Linked DNA regions of Sus scrofa: all the other regions are linked to region 1. The links are chromatin contacts, called in public HiChIP or PLAC-seq maps. All regions are on one chromosome and are shown on one strand. The core of a region is the stretch at or near the end of the contact, and the rest is flanking DNA. Distances in the headings are between cores, read along the strand shown.

Region 1 (3,050 bases), core at 300-2,799:
CTTGGATATTTGCTTTGTCAAGCTATCAATCAGGACAAGCTCTAGGCACAACTGTGAAGTCTGTAAAATCAGATTTTTTGTAGCTACGTTTCCCTTATCCCTTCATTACCCCACTTTCTTCTCAATGTCTTTAGTCAAATGCTATCAGAATAGACCCAAAGAACTCAAATATAGTAAGATATAAGAATCTGAGGATGAAATTTTGCTCTCCTAGGCATGCTTGCATTTTGCCTAAGAACAGGCCTTTTAATGGGTAGAATTCCAAAAGTAGAATTGTAATCATACAGAGAGTAATTTGAGGGAGAGGATGTTTGACAGAATCTTCAAAACCATCCCCAGAGAGCTGACACCATAGGCCAATGACAAAGGCTGGCCTTGCTTCCCATCAATGGCTAAGGCGTTCTCTATTTAAACATCATTTATTGAGCATTCACTGCTTGGAGGCTCTGTATGAGAACCCAAGGTCAGTTTCCTGCACTTGAGAAACACACTCAACTGAGTTCCTGAACAAGGTACTCTGAGTGTGCCTCCCTAATGCATGGGATAGCAACTTGAGGGCCTAAGGATTTCTCCCTGCAGAACACCCCAGAGATACAGTCTACAGTATAACTACAGACTTATATATCCAACTGCCTGCTCAGAATCTCTAAATGGCCAGCAGATATCGCAAATGCAACATGTATAAAACTTTTTTTTTTTTCTTTTTGTCTTATGTCTTTTTAGGGCCGCACCCATGGCATGTGGAGTTTCCCAGGCTAGGGGTCAAATCGTAGCTTTAGCCACCAGCCTGTACCACAGCCACGCCAGATCCAAGCCACATCTGCAACTTACACCACTGCTCACAGCAACATAGGATCCTTAACCCACTGAGCAAAGTCAGGGATCAAACTCATGTCCTCATGGACAACTTTTGAAATTCCAATATTCTGTCCCAAATCTGCTCCCTCACTTTCCACTGTCCCCTGTACATCTCATTCACTTCCATTCTTCCTGTTCTCCAAGCTCAAACTCTTGGAGCAACATTTACCTCCTTTCTTTCTCTCACATTCTATGTCAAAGCTGTTAGGAAATGATGGTGGCTCTATCCTCAAAACATATCCTCTACTGCTACGTCTGCACCACCATCGTCTCTTACCTAGATACTGACTTTTATCCTTTTAAAATGTGTCAGATTTTGCCGTATTTCCATTTCACTCTGGTTGGAAGCCCAATTCCAGAAAATGGCCAATATGCTTATGTTCTGCTTCCCTCCTTTCCTGTCTTCTCTTACCATTTGCACCATCTCCACAGCACGGACCTACAGAAGGGGGTCATCCTCCATTTTCCTCTATCTCCTGTTACAGCAATAAATGACAGCAACAGGGACAGCAATAAATGACAGGAGGTTCTGAGAGTCATGCTGAGGGGAGGGCTGCACAGGGTCCTGAACTGACCGCCGACCTAGGGCTTCAGATTATGCAGAACTTCCAGATAGCTCTGTTGTATGAGGACAAGGAGATATTTCCTAGTGGCTGTCATAAATAACACTAGAGGGAGACAAATCCTAAAGCCTCAGGGACTTCTGAACTGCCAACATACTGATGCACTAACACTCTGGATCACAGCCTTGACCACCTTGTCCCCAGCTCCTTCTCCAAGGAATCACCATTATGGTACATCTGCCTTAAAGCTGCCACAACAAGTACACAACAAAAATTCTCTTTGACATTCATTGTCTTGGTAAGGAGAAATACCGCCTTCTATATACCTAGCACATGCCAGTTTACAGAGTGACTCAGAAAATTTGTTCTTCTGTCCTGAGAGGTAAAATGTTATTATACATATTCTCATACATCAGAGTTTTTTTTAATTTTTAATTGAAGTACAATTGATTTACAATATCATGTTAGGTTCAGGTATACAGCACAGTGATTCAGTGTTTTATATATATATATATATATATATATATATATATATATACACATACATATATATATAATATACATAACATATATGTATTATATATAGATATACTTTTTCAGTCTTTTCCATTATAGGTTATTAAAAATATTGAGTATAGTTCCCTGTGCTGTACAGTTGGTCCTTGTTGGTTATCTATTTGACATATAGTAGTGTGTATATATTAATTCCAAACTCCTAATTTATCCCTCCCCCAGACTTCCCTTTTGGTGACCTTAAGTTTGTTTTCCATGTCTGTGAGTCTGTGAGTCTCTTTATGTTTTGTAAGTTCATTTGTATGTGTACATGTGTTCATTTGTATGTGTTAATATGTATATTAGATTCCACATATATATTTGTCTTTTTCTGTTTAGCTTTCTTCACTTAGTATGATAATCTCTAGGTTCATCTGCAAATGGTATTAATCTCACTCTTTTTTATGGCTAAGTATATGTGCATATATATCACAACAAGCTTTTAAGAGTTGGTAGAAAATCATGTAGATTTTCTTCAACACCTACCTTGTAAGATGTAGCACTGGATGAGATGCCTAGCACTTCCTAACCCACACCTCTTTTTCTCTGCCATCCATACTTTGCATATGATAAAAGTAAAAGTCAAATATGTTAGGTGACTCTTTTAGTTCCAGAAAGTATGCAAGTGGAGGAGCAGGGTCTCAGAATGATTGGGAGGTTTTGTTTTTTGGTTTTTTGGTTTTGGCCACACCTGAAGCATGCAGAAGTTCTTGGCCCAGAAATCAATCCTGTGCCACAGCTGCAGCCCAAGCCATAGCAGTGACAATGCCAGATCTTTAACCCACTATGCCACCAGGGAACTCCCTCATTTTTCAACCCTCATTCCAGGAAACTGCTTAGCAGCACCCAACATGATTGACCCCCTATTGTTTTCTCAGGGTTTCCACTGCACTACACCCTTAATTTTTCTACTGTCTGTGATCTCTTCTTATTCTCCTCAAGGAGTTACAATTGGCCAGTCTTAGTTCTTTTTCTTTTTTTTCAGAAAAAAAACACCATATTTATTGCAGTATCCATGTGTTTCTAAATTATTTAATTTATGTAAAGCTGTGCTATGATTTTTAATATTTTAATCTA
Region 2 (3,050 bases), core at 147-2,646, 430 kb after region 1:
ACCACAGGCAGAGGACTTGAGAGTATGCTGCTCCTAACTGTCCTCCCATGTAATTACTTTAAACTGCTCTCCCCAGTTGCTATTAAGATACAGGCAAGCAGTGGGAGTTCCCGTGGTGGCTCAGTGGTAACAAACCCAACCAGGATCCATAAGGACACAGGTTCAATCCCTGGACTTGCTCAGTGGATTAAGGATCCGGCATTGCAGTGAGTTGTGGTGTAGGTCACGGACACGGCTCAGATCCCGCATTGCTCTGGCTGGGGTGTAAGCCAGCAGCTATGACTCCGATTCGACCCCTAGCCTGGGAACCTCCATGTGTCACAGGTACAGCCCTAAAAAGCAAAAAAATAAAAATAAAAATAAGAAGAAGATATAGGTAAGCAGTGAAGTGCTAGTATTTTGGTCCCAGAGAGGCTTTCCAGGGTAGAGAGGGAAAGGAAATAGGATGCATAATCACAGTGCAGAGGAGCTCAGAATATCTCACTGCACCAACACTCCCTGCAGTTCTGTGTTGGACCTGGCAAGCCCCCTCTTCCCCCGCCCTCTACTCTTCTGGTCTAACCCATTCCCATACCACAAGTCTCCTACCACAAGAACATACAACAACCCTCTTCACCACAGCTTCATAAAGGAGACAAGGGTAAGCTATTCCAATATGCTTTTCCTCCTCAGAACACCTTAGCACTTTTTCACTTCTCAGCCAATCTCTATATTTGTAGTGTAGTTATTTTCCCAACTACACTACCAAGTAAGACCATATTTTTTAAAAACTCAGAAACTATAGAGTTCTTGCTATGGCTCAATGGGTTAAGGATCTGACTGCAATGGCTCAGGTTGCTGCAGAGGCAAGGGTTCAATCCCTGGCCCAGTGCAGTGAGTTAACAGCTCCAGCACTGCCACAACTGCAGTATAGGTCCCAGCTGCAGCTTGGACTCAATCCCTGGTCTGGGACTTTCCATATCAGGTACAGCCATTACAAAATAAAAAATCAGAAACTATACATCAGAGAAAAGCAACTTAATGATAACAATGTATCATACTTTTTTGATTTCCTTAGTACTTAGCTCTTTACATGATATACGTTGATTCAACAATACATATAACAAATAATTATGGAGGCCTACCCTGTACCACACACCATACTAAGTGCCAGAAATTCCCCTGGCAAAGCTTACACTCATATTAGGCAAGAGGTATTTCCCTTCTAAATTAAAAAGGAATAAATCCCCCACTCCTGGACACCTATACAGGGATGCCAGGTACTGTGAAAGACTGCACTAAACCATTTCATGGCCCCCAACACCACCCCTCTCCAAGAGCCAGGTATCTACCCACCCTGAAGTGCCTATACATTCTAGGAAGGAAATGGCTGTGAAATAGAGGAAATAACTCTATACCAGAGCCCCAGCTGCTCCTCTGTAGAAATCCTTCTTAAGGAGTTGGCCAAGAATCAGACACTTCCTGATAGCCAGAGAGAAAACCAAAGATGATACTCTACAGGAATCCGGCTGCACCATGGTAGGCACAGTCCATGTACTATGTGAATGTCAGCAGTTCAGAGGATGTCAGTGTGGCTCAGAGCTGGCCAGCTGCATAACAGCAATGGTCAGTGGTGCAGAAGGATGGCAAGGGCTGCAGACCTCAGAGCTAAAGGCACGAAAGAGCTACAGGCAGCTGCAATTACTTAAGAAGCCCCTCACAGCCAGGGACTTCTGCTGAAAACCATTATGGAGGGTCATGCCAGCAAAAGCTCTGACTTGCTGCTACAAGCAGGTGGAACACTGAGAATGAGAGATTCATCCTTCTACCCAAGCACATAGAGCCTAAGGGGCACTAAACAGACCCCTCCAAAAAAGCATGTACTAAAACACTGATAGGTGTCACCTCTGAGCACTTTTTGTTTTCCTCTTTCATTTTCACCAGGAAACAAAAATCACAAATATGAAGAATAAAGCTGCTCTCAAAAAGTAATAAAGATAAGCCGTAAGGATAAACAAGGCATTAAATCAGATATGAGAAAACGGAGTTTCCGTTGTGGCTCAGTGGAAACAAATCTGACTAGCACCCATGAGGACACAGGTTCGATTCCTGGCCTCAATCAGTGGGTTAAGGATCCAGCATTGCCATAAGCTGTGCTGTAGGTCGAAGAAGCAACTCTGATCTGGCGTTCTGTGGCTGTGACGTAGGCTGGTGGCTACAGCTCCGATTCGACCCTTAGCCTAGGAACCTCCATATGCTGCAGGTGCAGCCCCCAAAAGATTAAAAAAAAAAAAAAAGATATGAGAAAAAAATTAAAATGAAAGGTTTAAAAGTGAAAGAAGAAATCTGCAACCTGATTTCTAGTTTTTTCCTACAAATATAAAACCTAGGCCTCAAAACAAGAAATCTATCTGCAAAGAGAGCAGGAAAATATGATTTGGTATCTCAAATTGCCTTAGAATTGAGTTAGAACAATATTGCTAGACAGAGGAGTTCCCGTCATGGCTCAGCAGTTAATGAACCATGAGGATGAGGGTTCAATCCCTGGACTTGCTCAGTGGGTTAAGGATCTGGTGCTGCCATGAGCTGTGATGTAGGTTGCAGACATGGCTCACATCCTGTGTTCCTGTGTCATAGGCCAGCGGCTTCAGCTCCGATTGGACCCTTAGCCTGGAAACCTCCATATGCCACAGGTGCAGCCCTAAAAAGACAAAAGACAAAAAAAAAATATAGATAGATAGATAGATAGATAGATAAAGATGACTCTAAAAAAAAAGTTTCCCAGATCAACCAAAAAATAAAAACATATAACTAAATTTAATTTACCTTTTTTTTTTTAATTTCCAGTTCCCAAGAAGAGAAGCTTATTAGAACTAGGAAATTAGGGTTTACATTTAACTTTCCTTCCAGTGTAAAGTCTGAATTCAAGAAATTGTGATAGCCTTTTAGCTTTTCTTGTCACATTAGAAGCACATGTTGAAGTTTGTCATTTTTATACCATTCTTCCTGCAATAGAGATAAGCACATGAAGTATAGGTTAAAGATACTGAAAATGAAATAAAGGAAAATAT
Region 3 (3,050 bases), core at 145-2,644, 360 kb after region 1:
TAGCAGTTGGACTAGCTGTCTTGCTACTCTTATCCCCAAATCTTGGGCTGACAAGCAAGTGAAATCATTTGGTGGAGGGAGCAGGCAGCATGGCGTTGGAGGATAAACACACATAAGAGACTAGACACACTTTGAGAGCAATCTGCACTTAGTCCTCGGGGAAACGTGCCATTCATGTGACATTTCTGAGTCGACACAGACTCCAAGAGTGGAGTGAGGGGACTGAGAAGATAAAGTGAAACCAGACTTGGTGTATAGCTAAAGATGAAGTCTTTTGGGTTTAAGTTATAAACTCCATGTGAATGATAAAATGTTTACACATTGAGGTATAAAATATACTGAGAAAATATAAATTAAAAAGGAAGCTATGGGAGTTCGCGTCATGGCACAGCAGAAACAAATCCAACTAGGAGCCATGAGGTTGCAGGTTCGATCCCCGGCCTTGCTTAGTGGGTTAAGGATCCGGCATTGCCATGAGCTGTGGTGTAGGTCACAGACACGACTCGGATCCTGCGTTGCTGTGGCTGTGGTGTATGTCGGCAGCTGTAGCTCTAATTGGACCCCTGGCCTGGGAACCTCCATGTGCCGTGGGTGCGGCCCTAAAAGGACAAAAGACAAAAAAAAAAATTTTTTTTAAAAGGAAGCTATGAATTAAATTCAGGTATTTATTGAACATTTACTATGTGTCAGACACTGTGCTAGGTGAGGAGCCTCTGATGAAGAAAAACATGGTCACTCCTCTCCTCTCAAGGACAAATCCAGGGCACTAGCAGGACAACCAAAAACCCGAGTGTCTGGTTATAATGAATGTAAGATCTTGTCCCTTAGCCTGACCTCAGAACGATCAACAAGAACTTAGCCAGTGGCTGAAGTTGATTTCTCCCTGGAGTCACGTTCAATACGGAACTGGTATTATCAAAAGATGAGAAAGTCAGTGGTACTGAGTTTAAGAAGGTGACATTTACTAAAGGTTAGAAGAATTTGAGGAAATTCTCCACTCCTGATTAAGTAAAAATTTAGAAATGATATTGTTACTTATTTGATTAACAAATGGAGCTGGAAGATATGGTCTCTGACACTTGAGGAAATTCCTTAGTGAAACATCACACTACAGGTATTAGAATTAATCCTTTCCACAGGATTAACTCTAATTTTTTTTTAAGAGTGCAACAATGCCATTTTTCATTAACATATCATTGACATCATTGTTAAATTACATAGCTGAGTTAAGTTCAGAATTATGATCATTAACTCATTAGTACTTTACAGTATATCTCTGGCTCAAAACATCACTTCCACACAAAACCAATGACCCCAACCAGGACTGACATACATTCATCCACTCAGTATCCTCTAAGTTGCTACTGCATGCCAAGCACTCTGCTTGGCCCTTGAGCCCATAGTCTTGGCTTCTGGGCGGTCATTCTTTAGGAAATATTCCAACAATAACCACCCTCTCTGCCCATATGGCAGATATTCACCAATTACAGCACCCTCTTCTGCCAAAGCCCCTAAACTGCCTGAAGATCTTTCCCAATACACCACTCATGAGAATATTTCCAGTTATAGGTAGAACACAAGATGAAACTTATTGGCCATCCAAATATTAACCAAGCTACAGTGAGTCACTTGTGGTTCCCCCAAAATACTATTGCCTTGATTCATGTTTTCTGTTTCATTCACCTCCCTCTCCCCTTGTAGGAACATTCAAATCAGCTCTTCTGAAGATACAACTCAAAATGCTCCACCTTGAAGTCTCCTTAGTTCTCCACATTCAGATGTAAAGTCTTCTTCTCCATCTTTATGTTTCTTCCTCTTTTTTCTAATCAAATACATGCCATGCTTCCCATGTATATAACTTAAGGGTAAGAAATATGCCTTTCATGTCTTTAAATGCCACATATTATCTATCAGAAAGCTTTGCGTGCACGAACCCGCAATCACATGCTTACTAAGCACTGGTCCAGTTAATTAATTATGAGAGAACTTGGGATGAAGAATATGTAAGTTCACTCGGGAAAAAGCTCATAGTATAGATACATTTAATGGAGGTTCATTATTTCTACTGTTCTGGTTATCAGGTTGCATTTGCAATATGTTACTCTTGAGACTTCATTTATACGAAAGAAGAAAAATGATGTACAGAAATAGAGCTACAGTAGATTCTTAACCTGTTAGTCATGGGCCCCTGGTGGCAGTGTAGCCCCTGACATTGTAAACAGCATTTGTGTGTATGTGCATAGGTGCAATTTTGCCAGGGAGAAGATTTACAGCTTTCATCAGATTCCCAAAAGGGGTTACAAGAACTAGAATATACGTGCTGTAAATGACTAATGTTGACAGATGTTTATGTGTTTGTTCTAACTCATCAAAATGGCATGTTGGGGAAAGAAGGGACCCCATTTACTGATGTTCCCAGGTTTACATCTCTCAGGATGTTCCTGGGAATCCCAAACTATTTTTCCTATGTTCACTGCTCCCACAAGAGAAAGTATGAAAAATACAGTCATAAACATAATGACTTAGCTTTTTTGGCACATAAACATCTAAATGATCAACAATGTATTTTAAACTTCCATATTTTCAGAATCTAATAAATCTCTAATGAACTTGGCAAACGAGTTTTTTGATGGTAGGTCTTACATAACTTCAGGAAATATGTTCTCAAAAGAATCCCTAATAAATAAATAATGGCTAATTGCAAGGTTTTAAATTAGTAACTAATAGGGCTTTTCAACCTTGGGAAATATAAATAAGGGACTAGGAAAAGAAAATGCACATCCTTAAGAAGAATAGCATCATTGAATTAATGTTTATTTAAAACGATTCGTGAGTTTTTCCATGAGTGTCAATGGACAGATTCACATCACAAACATACTTTCAGATACCAAATAACTATAACTTTTGTCCACAAGACATACTAGGTCAAACAATGTGATCAATCCAAAGGTTATCTTTTGTTAAAGGATTTAAGGGCTTAGCTACAAAGATGATTAGTCAATCAACTGCTTATGAGACATTTAAAAAAAATAGAAAGCTTTTCCATGAAT
Region 4 (3,050 bases), core at 257-2,756, 290 kb after region 1:
GTCAGAAATGAACTAACTCTGTGCTCTGTGTTCTTTGGAGAAGGCATTCAAGATATTTACTTCTGTAAAATATGGGAAAGTATGTACTAATCTCAATGTTGATTTTCTTTTTTTTTTTTTTTGGTCTTGTCATTTTAGAGCTGCACCCAAGGCATATGGAGGTTCCCAAGCTAGGGGTCAAATTGGAGCTGTAGTCACCAGCCTACAGCAGAGCCACAGCAATGCCAAATCCAAGCTGCATCTGTGACCTACACCACAGCTCACTGCAACACCAGATCCTGAACCCACTGAGTGAAGCCAGAGACTGAACCCACAACCTCATGGTTCCTAGTCGGATTCGTTTCCGCTGTGCCATGATGGGAACTCCTCAATGTTGATTTTCAAATGTTGTCAATTACATGGTAATTCTGATTGGTCTACAAGTAACAAATACCATTTCTTAGCAAAAGTTTGTGTCTTACATGGATTATCAACAGAAAATTTAAAATAAACTTAGTTACCAGAGCTACTTCCCTAGCCCTTTCCATTCTCACATTTAATCACTAAGAGCTCACATTCATTGATCTGGCACCCCCATATTGGGTGTGTGATGTACATGAATGTATCATTTAACCCTCATAATAGCCTTATAGTGCATTGTTATTATTATTTCCATTTTGCAAATAAGTAACTGAGTATTAAGGAACCTCTCTAAATTCTCGAAGCTAATAATGGTAGAACCAGCCTCAGTCCTGGTCTGACTTAAAAGCTTACGCATCTAAAGACTAAATTCTACCACCTTGCAGTTCAGTTGCATATCTTGTTATATACAATTTTTTTCCTTCTTCTCTAATTTCTTTGAACATCCTCCCTAATTATCTAATAACTCTACTTTCTGCTTCCCTCCTCACCACAGGAATCTAGTATCCTTGGAAGAAAATCTAGAACATTGTACCTCTTCAAAATATATGGAAGTGAATTTAAACAAATTAAGATCAACTTTAAAATAATTAATGTTATTCATTTTTTCATCACATCTGCTTTGTTTCTACTACATTTTCTACATTCACCACACCTTCTCCCCTATTGGTTTCAAGAGAACATCCAAGTTTGGGAATGAGAGTGCTGTTGTGAAAATAACCTTGTAAAACACCCTCTGTAGATAGGACTGTGCTTAAAGTCAAGTGTGTGGATGCACTAAAGAGTCTCATTGACAATTACCCAGGAAGACCTGAGCTAAAGATTTCACTCCCTTAGAGCTGTTCACTTGTTCACTCAAAAGCCATTCATAGACTACCTTCTGTTTGCTTTAATCCAATTTGTGCCCTTAACAAGTTCTCAGTGGAGAAGACAGACAGGTATCCTACAGTTGTGGAACAGCCTGGTAATGCCAGACCAGAGGTGGAGAGGATGGCCAAACAACAGTTTGACACTTTTTTCATCATTAATTATATGTATTTCAAACTAACTTCCCAATATGGGCTCATTTCCTTTTTGCATCAACATGAAGCCTCAGATGAAACCACACAGTGTATTTCATTTCAAAACGAAACTCATGACACAGCTAAGTAGTGAGTCATCCTCAGAAGCCATAAAATTTCAATCCCAGTGTTTTAAAAACTGTCTGAGTCTTTTCCATCATTAAGCTGCATGATGTATTTCTTGACCTGAACTTCTTTATCACCCATTTTGATTCAGGTGATGACTATCAAAAGAGTTCATTTCTGTGTTACAATGATAAAATCTACAACTCTCCACACCAAAAATGAATTTGGAACAGAGGGGATAAAGTGGAAAAACTATTTTCCTTCCAGACCTAGAGAATGGAGGGAGGAAATCAAAGATTTGATTATAATTTTTCCACAGAGACAATCTTCACTGTCTAAACCTGCATTACTATTTTCACTTTATTGGGTACCCTTCAGAATTTTATACATTAACAAAAGGCTGTGCCTTTTCACTTTGGAAAGTCATTCAATGAAAAAAAGAAAAAAAAAAAGGACATCTTACAATGACGAGCAGAAAGAGCAAGCCCCAGGTCAACAATATAGTCCTGTCCTGAGGAAGATGCCTCCCAAGCCATGGGTGATGTCACAGCTGCTTGTCTATTTCCCATCCTTCTCTTGAAAAAAACAAATAAAAACCTCAGTGATTTCACAGGGTAGAACAGAGGTCAGTGTGAACCAATCCACCAAGAAGCTCCTTAAGATGGTATTAGCCTAGCTCTTACACAGCAAAGCCAATCCATGTCATGCAAAAGGAGAGGGAGACTAAAGTATATATCAGGAATGCAGAAACAAATTCACCTTTACCTCAACTATTAGATGATTTTCAAAGAGCATTCTTGGGTATCCCAGAGCAGATGAAGCCTTATATGTGATGGTGCATTATCTCAACCTCCTACCTTAACCACCTCCCAGTTGTGTACATGCATTCCCATTTCAGGGCTGCCACACCAAGGTTACATGAAGAAGGCACAGACACATGAGTCAGAAACTATAAAACCCTCACAGAGGCCAGCCCAAGGCTGAAGAGCACAGGCAAACCACGTGATGATTTCCAAGAGCACTGACATGCACCAAGACAACAAGTTTCATCAGTGCAGTGCTCACTGGGAAAATCCTAATGAATCACCACCTACATGACAAACAAGGAAATAGACAGCCCATATCCAGCCTCGTTACTCTGGGTAATGGAGAGGGGACAATAAACTAGAAAGCAGTGCCTGGATTTCACAATACCTGTGAGTTTGGTTTTAGTAAAAATCAAGGCTCTTCCTAAAAACTTATCAGCTAGAAAGATAGGTGATCCACAGAACCACTTCCATGGTGACATATCTTCCTCTATCAGCCTTGCCATTTTTAGTGAACACTCAGATCAAATCCTGCTCCTTCCTTTTCTCTTCACAATGGAGTCTTCCTCCAGGGCTAGGTAGCTCAGCCCATAAAGTGAAACTCTTCAAATTATCCTAAAAAACACCTTAAGTCCCCCACAGAGTTGAATATCTTCAGTAGGTGATCTTATCTGTTCTCTAATGTTTCTCTAGGGCTTTTGATTAATTTTTTGATTCC

Evidence for each region. HiChIP or PLAC-seq counts read pairs in DNA pulled down with a chosen protein or histone mark.
Region 2: an H3K27ac HiChIP or PLAC-seq map of alveolar macrophages shows a contact between it and region 1. The contact joins two enhancer-like sites. A contact is called at or near these places in 1 of 5 promoter capture datasets (fetal liver) and 1 of 2 datasets of contacts at active chromatin or transcription factors (alveolar macrophages).
Region 3: an H3K27ac HiChIP or PLAC-seq map of alveolar macrophages shows a contact between it and region 1. The contact joins two enhancer-like sites. A contact is called at or near these places in 3 of 47 Hi-C or Micro-C datasets (embryonic fibroblasts and fibroblasts) and 1 of 2 datasets of contacts at active chromatin or transcription factors (alveolar macrophages).
Region 4: an H3K27ac HiChIP or PLAC-seq map of alveolar macrophages shows a contact between it and region 1. The contact joins two enhancer-like sites. A contact is called at or near these places in 4 of 47 Hi-C or Micro-C datasets (adipocytes, embryonic fibroblasts and skeletal muscle) and 1 of 2 datasets of contacts at active chromatin or transcription factors (alveolar macrophages).

The regions. Positions count from the first base shown.
Region 1 is chr13:156,899,717-156,902,766 of Sscrofa11.1, forward strand. No RefSeq gene overlaps it. Among named protein-coding and RNA genes, the nearest start is that of ZPLD1, 220 kb to the left of the region's middle. Within about 2 kb of position 1,550, at least 6 of the 83 cell types and tissues checked have an H3K27ac peak or open chromatin away from gene starts, as enhancers often do. A contact at or near this core is called in alveolar macrophages, where this site is marked.
Region 2 is chr13:157,331,580-157,334,629 of Sscrofa11.1, forward strand. It overlaps NXPE3 (NXPE family member 3), which reads right to left. Exons shown (of 7, transcript XM_003132693.4): 2 at 2,806-2,985. Among named protein-coding and RNA genes, the nearest start is that of NXPE3, 4.8 kb to the right of the region's middle. Within about 2 kb of position 1,397, at least 2 of the 83 cell types and tissues checked have an H3K27ac peak or open chromatin away from gene starts, as enhancers often do. A contact at or near this core is called in alveolar macrophages, where this site is marked.
Region 3 is chr13:157,258,632-157,261,681 of Sscrofa11.1, forward strand. It overlaps a transcript of NFKBIZ not described here. Among named protein-coding and RNA genes, the nearest start is that of NFKBIZ, 12 kb to the right of the region's middle. Within about 2 kb of position 1,395, at least 5 of the 83 cell types and tissues checked have an H3K27ac peak or open chromatin away from gene starts, as enhancers often do. A contact at or near this core is called in alveolar macrophages, where this site is marked.
Region 4 is chr13:157,191,280-157,194,329 of Sscrofa11.1, forward strand. No RefSeq gene overlaps it. Among named protein-coding and RNA genes, the nearest start is that of NFKBIZ, 80 kb to the right of the region's middle. Within about 2 kb of position 1,507, at least 18 of the 83 cell types and tissues checked have an H3K27ac peak or open chromatin away from gene starts, as enhancers often do. A contact at or near this core is called in alveolar macrophages, where this site is marked.